3 separate regions of the Sus scrofa genome follow, and regions 2 and 3 are each linked to region 1. The links are chromatin contacts, called in public HiChIP or PLAC-seq and promoter capture Hi-C maps. All regions are on one chromosome and are shown on one strand. The core of a region is the stretch at or near the end of the contact, and the rest is flanking DNA. Distances in the headings are between cores, read along the strand shown.

What was found. Promoter capture Hi-C pulls out the DNA fragments that hold promoters and counts their contacts. HiChIP or PLAC-seq counts read pairs in DNA pulled down with a chosen protein or histone mark.
Region 2: a contact with region 1 is called in an H3K27ac HiChIP or PLAC-seq map of alveolar macrophages. The contact joins the enhancer-like site here to the promoter of UBE2R2 in region 1. A contact is called at or near these places in 4 of 5 promoter capture datasets (fetal liver, fetal skeletal muscle and liver), 7 of 47 Hi-C or Micro-C datasets (alveolar macrophages, blood, embryonic fibroblasts and 4 more) and 2 of 2 datasets of contacts at active chromatin or transcription factors (alveolar macrophages and skeletal muscle).
Region 3: a promoter capture Hi-C map of fetal liver shows a contact between it and region 1, with 2.3 times the contacts expected there. The contact joins the promoter of AQP7 here to the promoter of UBE2R2 in region 1. A contact is called at or near these places in 2 of 5 promoter capture datasets (fetal liver and liver), 8 of 47 Hi-C or Micro-C datasets (alveolar macrophages, embryonic fibroblasts, fetal heart ventricle and 3 more) and 2 of 2 datasets of contacts at active chromatin or transcription factors (alveolar macrophages and skeletal muscle).

Annotation. Positions count from the first base shown.
Region 1 is chr10:33,013,026-33,016,106 of Sscrofa11.1, reverse strand. It overlaps UBE2R2 (ubiquitin-conjugating enzyme E2 R2), which reads left to right and starts at 1,634. Exons shown (of 5, transcript XM_021064700.1): 1 at 1,634-2,418. The coding sequence starts at 2,242.
Region 2 is chr10:32,887,966-32,891,046 of Sscrofa11.1, reverse strand. It overlaps UBAP2 (ubiquitin-associated protein 2), which reads right to left. Exons shown (of 28, transcript XM_021064693.1): 21 at 2,962-3,009; 22 at 618-696; 23 at 220-425. Among named protein-coding and RNA genes, the nearest start is that of UBE2R2, 120 kb to the left of the region's middle. Within about 2 kb of position 1,491, at least 7 of the 83 cell types and tissues checked have an H3K27ac peak or open chromatin away from gene starts, as enhancers often do. A contact at or near this core is called in alveolar macrophages, where this site is marked.
Region 3 is chr10:33,097,540-33,100,620 of Sscrofa11.1, reverse strand. It overlaps AQP7 (aquaporin 7), which reads right to left and starts at 1,437. Exons shown (of 8, transcript NM_001113438.1): 1 at 1,417-1,437; 2 at 254-304. The coding sequence starts at 279.

The sequences.
Region 1 (3,081 bases), core at 385-2,884:
GCCATTCTACTACTTGACTAGTACTCTTCAATACTTTTATGGTCATCTAAAACAAGGAGAGTCTGAGAAACTGTCATAGTCAAGAGGAGCCTAAGGAAACACAAAAACTAAATATAGTATGGTGTCTAGGAGGAATCCTGAAACAGAAATGGGCATTAAATAAAAACTAAGGAAATGTGAGTAAAGACCTCAGTTAATAATAAAATTATCAATGCTGGTTCACTAATTGTAATAAGTACTACACTAATGTAAGATGTTAATAATAGGATAAATTGGTTGCCAGGTATATGGGAACTCTTTGTACTATCTTCTCCATTTTTCTATAAATCCAAAACTTTTTTTTAAGCCTACTAAAAAATTGAGATGTATCCAAACATAGCTGTGCCTTAAAATTTTTTTTTCTTTAAAGTCCTATTTATGGATAATTTACCATGTGCTAGTCATTGTGCTAAATTCTGTACATAGATGATCTTGTTTAATCACTACAATTGTTTATATGTTAGGTATAATTAACTCTCTTTTACGGAAGGAAATGAACAAGGAAGAGGTAATATAATGAAAATGGTGGAGCTAGGGTTGGAACCAAGGATCTTTCTGATCCCCAAATTCTAACTATGTGGAACTCACAGTATCCTGGCCTTTCTAGGAAGTATTCAGGCAGTATCATAGGACATGCCTTCCTAAGAGAAAGCGGTATTCTAAACCATGGGGACTGAAGACTGTCTTCATACCTCACTTCAGTTATGATTGTCTTGAAAGTTCTCCAGTTCTAGATTGGACTTTCAAGCTGAAAGGATCTGTAGGGAGGTCAAAGTTCAACCAAATACATCGTTTTACAAATGGGTAAACTGGGGGATAGCCAGAGCACTTGCCTCAAATCACACAGAAAAGGGCCAGAAACCCAGGTTCTGTCTGTATTATTATTTCTCTATTTCCTACAATTTCTTCATTGTAGTTAAGAAGGGAAGTAGAAACTGGCCTATCTGCCTTCTTCATTTCTCCAATAGGAAACTGCCCCCCAACTCCCTATGCGGGTGACACAGCTTTCTCAAGGATACAATGGCATGAGAACTGGATATGCAGAAGAGATGTCGGGACGCTTGTTCCCACCAATAAGACCCACATTATCAGCACATCCTTGTCAAGCATCTACTGAGTGCAGGGAGAGCAGACTGTGTCACTGGAAGGAAGCGGGAGGGAAGATGGATCAGGGCTCCTATAAGGAGCGGTGCAGAGGCCTGTGGATACACCGAGGGGAAGGAGAGCGAAAGCAGTTTTAGGATCAGAGGTCCCTTCCGGGGCGCGCCTTGACACCATGGCGTCAAGCCACACAACTGTCATTTTGGGGCCAGGGGCAATCTCCTGCGGCCACCCTCGGCCCGCACGAACGCTTGGCCCTTTAAGGGTGGGGGACACGCGCCAGCGTCACAAAGCGCCGCCACCACGCGGGGCAGCGGAGAGGAGGCGCCCAAGTGGGAGAAAGAGGAGGAGGAGGAGGAGGAGGAGGGTGAGGGTGAGGAGGGCGGGGGAGGGAGGGGCGCGCGCACGCGCGTCGGGCCACCCTCCGCCCCAGGCCGCCCTCCCTCCCGACGCGCGCCCCTCCTCCCTCTCTCTCTCTCTCCCTCCCTCCCTCCTTCTTCTCGACTCCGTCGCTCCCGCGGCGCGAGGCGCTCTCGCTCTTCTCCTCCTCCTCCTCCGCCGTCGCCCCTCCCCCCGCGCAGCCGCCGCCGCTGCCGCCGCCGCCGCCGCCGCCGCTGCGAGACCCCCGCGTGCCGCCCTCCTCCCGCCCTTCGGCTCCGCGCGCCCTTCGGCCCCGCGGCCCCCGAGGAGAACGAGAGGGCGAGCGAGCGCGGCGCTCCCGGGCCGGCTCGGCCGCGTACTCTCACCATCGCCGGCCCTCCGCCGCCTTCCTCCAATTCCACCTCCTCTCCCCCCCCCCCAAGTTGAGGCCCCCTCCGGGGGGGGGAGGCCCGGGACCAGGAGCGAATTTCTCCAACTCTCTCCACCCCTCCCCCACACGGCCTGAGTGCGAGGAGAAGGGCTCGGCCCGGCCCGCGTCGTGTGAAGAGGAACCGGGCTGGCCCACGGGCCGTCTGGGGCCTGGTCCGGGCCGCCGGGTGTGTGAAGACCGGGGCCCGTTGCGGCCCGGCCGAGGGCGAGCGCAGGGGAGGGGCCTGGTCCGGCCCGGCCGGTGCGTGAGGACTGGGGCCCCGGCCCGGCGCCGCCGCCGCCGCCGCCGCGATGGCCCAGCAGCAGATGACTAGTTCGCAGAAGGCCCTGATGCTTGAGCTGAAATCCCTGCAGGAGGAACCGGTGGAGGGCTTCCGGATCACCCTGGTGGATGAGTCCGACCTCTACAACTGGGAGGTTGCCATCTTCGGACCCCCTAACACCCTCTACGAAGGCGGCTACTTCAAGGTACCCCCAGCCCCTCTCCAACCTGGCTTCCTCGGGCGGAGGCCGCCGCTTTCCGCTCTTTTCCCGGCCAAGAGTGGCAGCGCGGGTGAGCGGAGGGGGCTCCTCACGTCGGCAGCCCCCTCCCCCATCCGTGGAGGCAGGAAGGCCTCGCTGGCTCTCCAAGTGCCTTTTCTTTGTCATGGGGGCGGGGGCGGGGGCGGGAGGCCAGACTGCACCGGGAAATAGGAAAGTCTCTGTGGCTAGGGTAGTGGCTACCCGAGGAGGAGGAGGAGGAGAGCGGTCTTTGTTTTGTTTCCCCAGCTGAGGGTGTGCGGGAAGAAAGGTGGTCTGTCTTTCCCCTCTCGTCCTCCCATCGGGACCATCTCTGCGCCGGCTGGAACTACCCCAGAGGGCAGAGTGACCTGCACTTATGGGATTGGACCTTTCTTTTGGGGTGGGGGTGGGGGTGGGGGAAGGGTATCGGTCTGTCATTCCAGAGGCTGCCTGGTGCCCTGACATTTTGGGGATTTGCTGGGCTTCTTGAATAGTGGTGGTTCCAACTTCGCATTCCAGTGGGCGGTCATGAAGAATAGGACCCTAGCGCTGGTAAACAAGGTTGCCTGCTTTTTCTAGCCATTACCTACTTTAGAGAACTTGAATCTAGCCCCTTTTCTGTCCTCATTT
Region 2 (3,081 bases), core at 242-2,741, 120 kb after region 1:
CAGGTCGCCCCAGCTTAGCCTCAGGCAGCAGGTGGCACAACCACTAGGGACCTGTCTCCTGAGTGCAACACACGCTGGACCTAAGAACAGATGGAAAAGTGACCTCGCCCCCAACCTGACTCATCGCTCAAGGCCAGGAGAGACTCTGCGTGGGGACCTATCCCTCCTACCCTGCTCCTGCTCCTTGAAGCTGGGGTCCCCCTCCCACCAGATACTCACAAACATGGTGGGCCCATACTGGAAGGCACTGGGCACTCCCGCGTAGTAGGGGAGGCCGGTGTAGCTGTAGCCAGGGGGCAGCGCAGGATTCAGAAAGGGCTGCTGGGCTGTGTGGTGGGCCTGGGACTGGCTCTGCTGAGGCTGAGCCAGCGTGGTGGCAGGTGCAGGGGATGCAGAGTCACCTCGGCCAAACTTTGTGACATCACCTAGGAGGAGAGGAGCACTGATCCAGTCACTGCCCCTTATCCAACCAGGAAAAAAACCCCTGCAAACAGAACAGGTCTGGCTGCCAGCTCAACTACAGGAAGCTGGAGGTCTCTGCAGCCTTCCGCTTCAGTTTCCCGACTTCTGGGATGAGCCCTCCCCCCGACCCCTTTAATCCCTCAAACAAGACTAACCTGAATATGGGTTATTAGTGAGGCTCCCATCTCGACTGGCCAGGGCTGGCGGTGTGGCAAAAGGAATCCCATAGTAATCCTAAGAGACCAGAGAGGTTCCGTCAGCACACCAGCCTTGCCCCACTCCCAGGACGGCAGGCCCTGCAGGCAGCACGGGTCCTCCCGGCACTGCCAGACTACAGGGCCATAGAGTGCACACCTCCAGGGGACAGCACTCAACTCAGAGAATTGCAAACCAACGGGCCCATCAGACCTGCGTACTGTGGCAGCCACAAAGCTTGCAGACACTGACAATTCCTCAGCCTCCCCCGGCAGGCAGAGCCATCGGAGGCCCAATCATGCGCATCCGTTTCTGAATGCCCTGAGCCAAACCTACTCCCTCGGCTTCTCCAGTGAGAGGTATTCTGAAGGCAGCTAGGAAAATTAACTGCACAAGTAGGAGCCTGAAAAGAAGGAGTCTAAAGGGTTTACCAGGGGTCAGGGCAGCAATGCCAGGCAGGCACAGGGCAGGTCCTGAACTGGCCTCTCACCACCTACTGCCTTGGCAACACTGCCACTGCATAGGAGCAGGTGGAGTGTGGGATGCCAAGGGGGCAACAGAGAGTAGAGCTCTGTGGAGAAGGGGAGGCCTGCCCTGACCCTGACTCACCACTTAGGGCCTGGCCAGCCCTGGGCATACCATCTCCTGGGCCTCAACCAAGAGAAAGCCCTCCTGCCCTCCTTGGGAGCAACAGTGTCTAGGAATGACACCCACACTCTCCTGGCCTCCTCCTGAGGAAATCTCCAAGAAACCCATAGCACTCTCAGTCCAGAACCCCAAGAGGAGAGGGGGCGAGGAAGGCACAGTTAGAGGGAACTTAACGGGACAGGCCTAGAGGAAGCCCAGGAGGGGGAGCTCTTTCACAAAAAATCCGAAGGAGGAAACTGGGCACAAAAGTACCAGAGCCTAGAAGATCAAAAAAGAAAAAAGAAAAAAAAAAAGTACCAGAGCCTAAAAAATGACCAATCAGGAAAATGAAATGCAGGCTCAAAGGTAACTTCTAAGGCAAAAAAAAATTAAAAATAAATGAAAATAAAAAAATTTTTTTAAATAAAAGGAATATTAAGCAAGATGACTTTCAGGCGTGGGATCCCACTGAGCCACTCCCACTGAGCCAAGCAGGCCCCCCACACAGGCTCATTCAGGACCACCTCCTGCACCCCATCTCTGCTGCCCTGGGGCTCCTGGACCAGGAGCTTCGAGGTTTCATGACTGTCAGGAGAACCAGGGCCACTTCCAGTTTCCCTGCAAAGCCCCAGGGCTAAGGCATTCCCAAAGACACTAAGTTCTGAGGACCCCCTAGAAATCTGCCAACTGGGCCCTACAGAGACATGGCAAGGACACTCCTGAAGGGAGGCCTGCAGTGTGACCAGCTGGTGGTCTGCAAAAGCCACCCAGGAACCAGCCTCTGGAAATAGGCCAACAGATCAGAGACTGTCCTGAGAGACGCAAGCTGCAGCCACTGGGCCTGGGAGGAGGGCATGGTGCCCAAAGCTGCCTGCTCCTTGCAGCCAGCCCACGGGGGGTCAGGCAACAGCAAGGGAGAGGGTCTGGGGAGAAAGTCCTTTCCTGGGGAACAGGAAAGACTGTAGCCACTGCAATGGGCAGCGGTGACCAGACAGCCATTTACTCTCCAACAATGTGACGGGCCCTGGTCTGCTGAAGACGATCAGGAGTCTGGGGACCAGGTCATGAGGGGAGTGTAGTGCAGAGCCCCTCGTGCACTGAAGCCCTGGAAGCAGGGGCCAAAGTGAGAAGGCAAGCCGGGCCTCAGTGAGGCTGCAGCAACTAGAGATCCTGGGGCCACATTCATACCAACAGGGATCAAAGGCCAGGCTCAAAAGGGCCCAAGAGACTGTCAGCTCCAGCTGCTGACTCAAAGCTGCCATCACAAGCATCACTGAGGGCCACCAGCCGCCAAAAACTCTGCAGAGCACCTTAGAAAAAGTCTAGGGGCAGGCAAGCAGCTCTATGCCTTGTGTTAGATGGTTTTCCTTTTTCTCTTTCTAAAGTGGGGGGCTTGAGGGACAGAAGGATGCACATTTAGTAGGGACACTAACTACTGGGGGCCCCGGGTTCCATGGTCTTCAAGTCCCTCGGGCATGAGCACAGGACACTCATCCCCAGGCTACCATGGCGCCAGGCACAGCCTCCAATGTGAGCAGCTTTCTCAGCAGTGGAGCTGAGGGACATCCTTAGGCCGAGTGTCCCGAAGGCCAGGCAGGGTGGCAACCAAGGCCAAGCAGGTGGGGCATGCAGAAGTGCCTGAATGCCCACCCCCACCCCACCCCACATCCCACTCACCATTGGCAGCCGGGACTGCAGCATCTGGAGCTCGTCATAGCCGTAAATCTGTGTTGGGACCAAACAGGCTGTGAGGGGCCACATGCCATCCCCCGGAGGCCCAGGCCCAGGTGGTTGGGA
Region 3 (3,081 bases), core at 188-2,687, 85 kb before region 1:
AGAACAACCTACATGGGGCAGCTGGAACCCACTGGCCAACCCCAACCCTCATCCAGGTCTTTCTGAGCTTTCCCTCTTGGTGCAGGCGGGAGTGGCCCTTCTTCTGGGCCCCGTGGTCTGGTGGGGGTGGGAAGGAAGGAGTCTGGGAGGGTCAGCCTCCATGAGGGAGAGGGAGAGAGTGGGGCGGGGGCCTCTGGGAGTGTGCTGAGTGGGGGACAGGAGGCTGGGGTAGGGGAATGGGTGGGATGCTTACCGCCTCTTCCTGTCTCTTTCAGTCATATTCTGTCTTTGAGATTGTTAGATGCTGTGGACCCAAAAAGAGGTCACTAGGGCTTGAGGGATGACACAGAACTTGGCCCCTCATTCTCATCAGTTCTCAGCCCCCCGGGGAGAAGCCACAGGGAAAGCTCCTGCCAGTGCCAACCCCTCAACCCAGCCAAGCTGGCAGGGAGGGAGATGCAATGTGCTTCAGCCAATGGGGAGAGGCCCTGGGGCCCCACCCCTGACCCACACTGGCCTGAGGATCCCTGGGCCCTGGACCAGGCCCTGTGGAGGTCCTCCTGCCTTGGACAATGGAGATGCCCACAGCCTCCTCTCAGCAGCTCCACCCCCACATAGGTGGGTATTACTGCCTTTAGTCTAGCTTCACACTCTCTTGCTGCTGACTTAAACTGACCTTCCAGGACCTCTTCTACCCCTTCCTTGCACGCACACACACACACACACAGAGAGAGACACAAACACACAGGAGGGGTCCTGAAAATTCCTTTAGTCTATACTCCCACCTCAGAACAAAGTCTACCCTCTCACCATTCCTGAAAATTCCCTTTTATTCCCACTTTCCTCACAAATGAGAGCACAGAACTAACCCTGGAATCTCCTATCCTCCGTGTCCTGCTTGTGCTCTAGCCCAGTTCCCTCTAACTGCAGCCTAGGTTCACGTCCCAATCCCTGATTGCAGAAACCCCCTAGCCCCAGCCCTGGCCTCTCAGGACAGGACTCGGGGGGTGAAAACCTCTCCAGCGGCAAAGCCAGAAATCCACCCATCTCTCTGATCTGCATCCTTTCTGCTTTGGACCAGGGCCACCGGTCTCTACTCCTCATCCCACCCCACCCCCGGCTCTGTGGACAGCCCAGGCTCACACATCCTCCCAATCTCCGTTCCAGGGCTGGTGCTCCCGGCAGCCAATTTACAGGTAAGGAAACTGAATCCCAGAAAGTGTGACATATCCGTATGATGCAGCAACTCAGGACTAAACCAGAACAGACACCTAAGCCTTCAGCTCCCAGCTGGGGTTTCTTCCCCAGAGAGTCCTATGGTCCCCTCCTCCCCACAGGGTTTCCAGGGAATGGCACTCCCAGTCCCGGGGCCCCAGGGGAGACCCCTGTCCCAGCCTTGCCTGGGGACCAACTTACTCTGCTGAAGTGCCTTATGCTTCCAAGCTCAGCCTTGGGGGCTCCTTGTAAGTGAGCAGCCTTTAGTGAGCAACCTTTAGTGGCCTTGTTCAGCCATTGGTCAGCATTGCAGTGGGCCCTTCCCCCAGCAAGTGACAGTTAGTGAGTGACCGTTGGCCCCTCCCCCTCCCTTTCTCAGTATAAAAGGAGCCTGAATTCAGACTGAGGCAAGATGGTTTTTTGAGACACTAGTCTGCCATCTTCTCGGTCTGCTAGCTTTCCGATTAAAGTCGCTATTCCTTGCCCCAACAACTCATCTCTGAATTTATTGGCCTGTCCTGCGGCAGGCAGAGTGAACTTACAGCAGGTCTTGGTCTTGTTCCTCCGTGACTGTCTCAGGCTCTGGCTATGGCCCCCACTAGGGCTCCACAGTCCCGAGCCCACCTCTTAGTCCTCCTCCGGGTGGCCCTGAGCACTGCTCTGCTCCGCTCTGCTCTGCTCCTCCAGGGGAGAGGTCAGTGGGACAGGGATTTGGCCCATACCGCTTGAGCCAAATCCAGACACACTGCCCAAAATAGCATCCCTTTTCCTGCCAGCAGCACCATAGGGACAGGGTTCTGAAGCAGCCCTGTGAGGTCAGAGTGGAGCTCCAAGTGGGTGCACTGAGCCTCAGAGGGTGGGCCTGTGCTCCAAGCCAGGTGTCCATCCCAGAGCCAGAGGAACCCCTCTGAGGGCCCCAGACCTGGGGGAAGCCCCAGAGGCTCCTGAGGGCCCCCCAGGTAGGGAGAGCTGCACAGAATGGGGATTGGAGGTGGAAAGTTCTGGAGATCAACAACCAGGTTGAGGGGTTGGGGAGAAGACCCTGGATCAGTCCTAAGGAAACCCTCATCCCAAAGAAGGTAGGGGATGCTCAGGCCTTGGGCCCAGGGGTCGCACACTTGGAAAGGAAGAAAGCCACATAAGCCAGATTTGCAAGGAAACCTCAGTCTAAGAGGGGAGGTAGAAAGCCAAGCCTGGTTCTGGTTCTCTGAAGGTCCTTTGAGGGGGAGGAGAAAAAGCCTCATCCTCTAGGAGCCTCCATCTGAGTGGGGGAAGGGGGACCTAGGCCCCAGCCTCAGGAAAATGCCTCCCCTGGGAACAGCAAGCCAGGCCTCTGTGAAAGAGCTAAGAGGAACCAGAGTGTAAGGCTGAGGGTGGGGTGACCAAGGTGGGGTCAGGAGTAAGCCAGGGGATCAGCTGTCATCTGAGAGAACTTCTGGAGCCAGGGCATGGCTGAGCCTCCAAATGTGGGCCAGTTTGAGCTGTGAGCAGGTAACCTAGTGCTGAGACATGAGGGAGGGGGTGCTGGACTGCAGCATGTCAGGAGACCTGCCAGGTTGAGTAGTGGATGGTGGGCAGTGGGTCCAGGAAGCTTCTGAGGCGGCAGCCCCTGGGTTGTGGTGAGGTGATACAAGATTTGGTTGCAAAGCCAGCTCTGGGAATAGGATTGTCCTCTAGAGGGTGCCAGTAGACTGAGGCAGGTCTGGAGCTTGCATTGCCCAGGCCTCCTCCCCTGCTTGCCCACGTCCCCACCTCTACTTGCCTAGCAGGTCATTCTGCACAGTGAGGCAAGGTAGGCTGTCCAATCAGATACCATCCTTAAGAAACAAACTTAGAGTTCCCTGGTGGCTCAGTGTATTAAGGGTC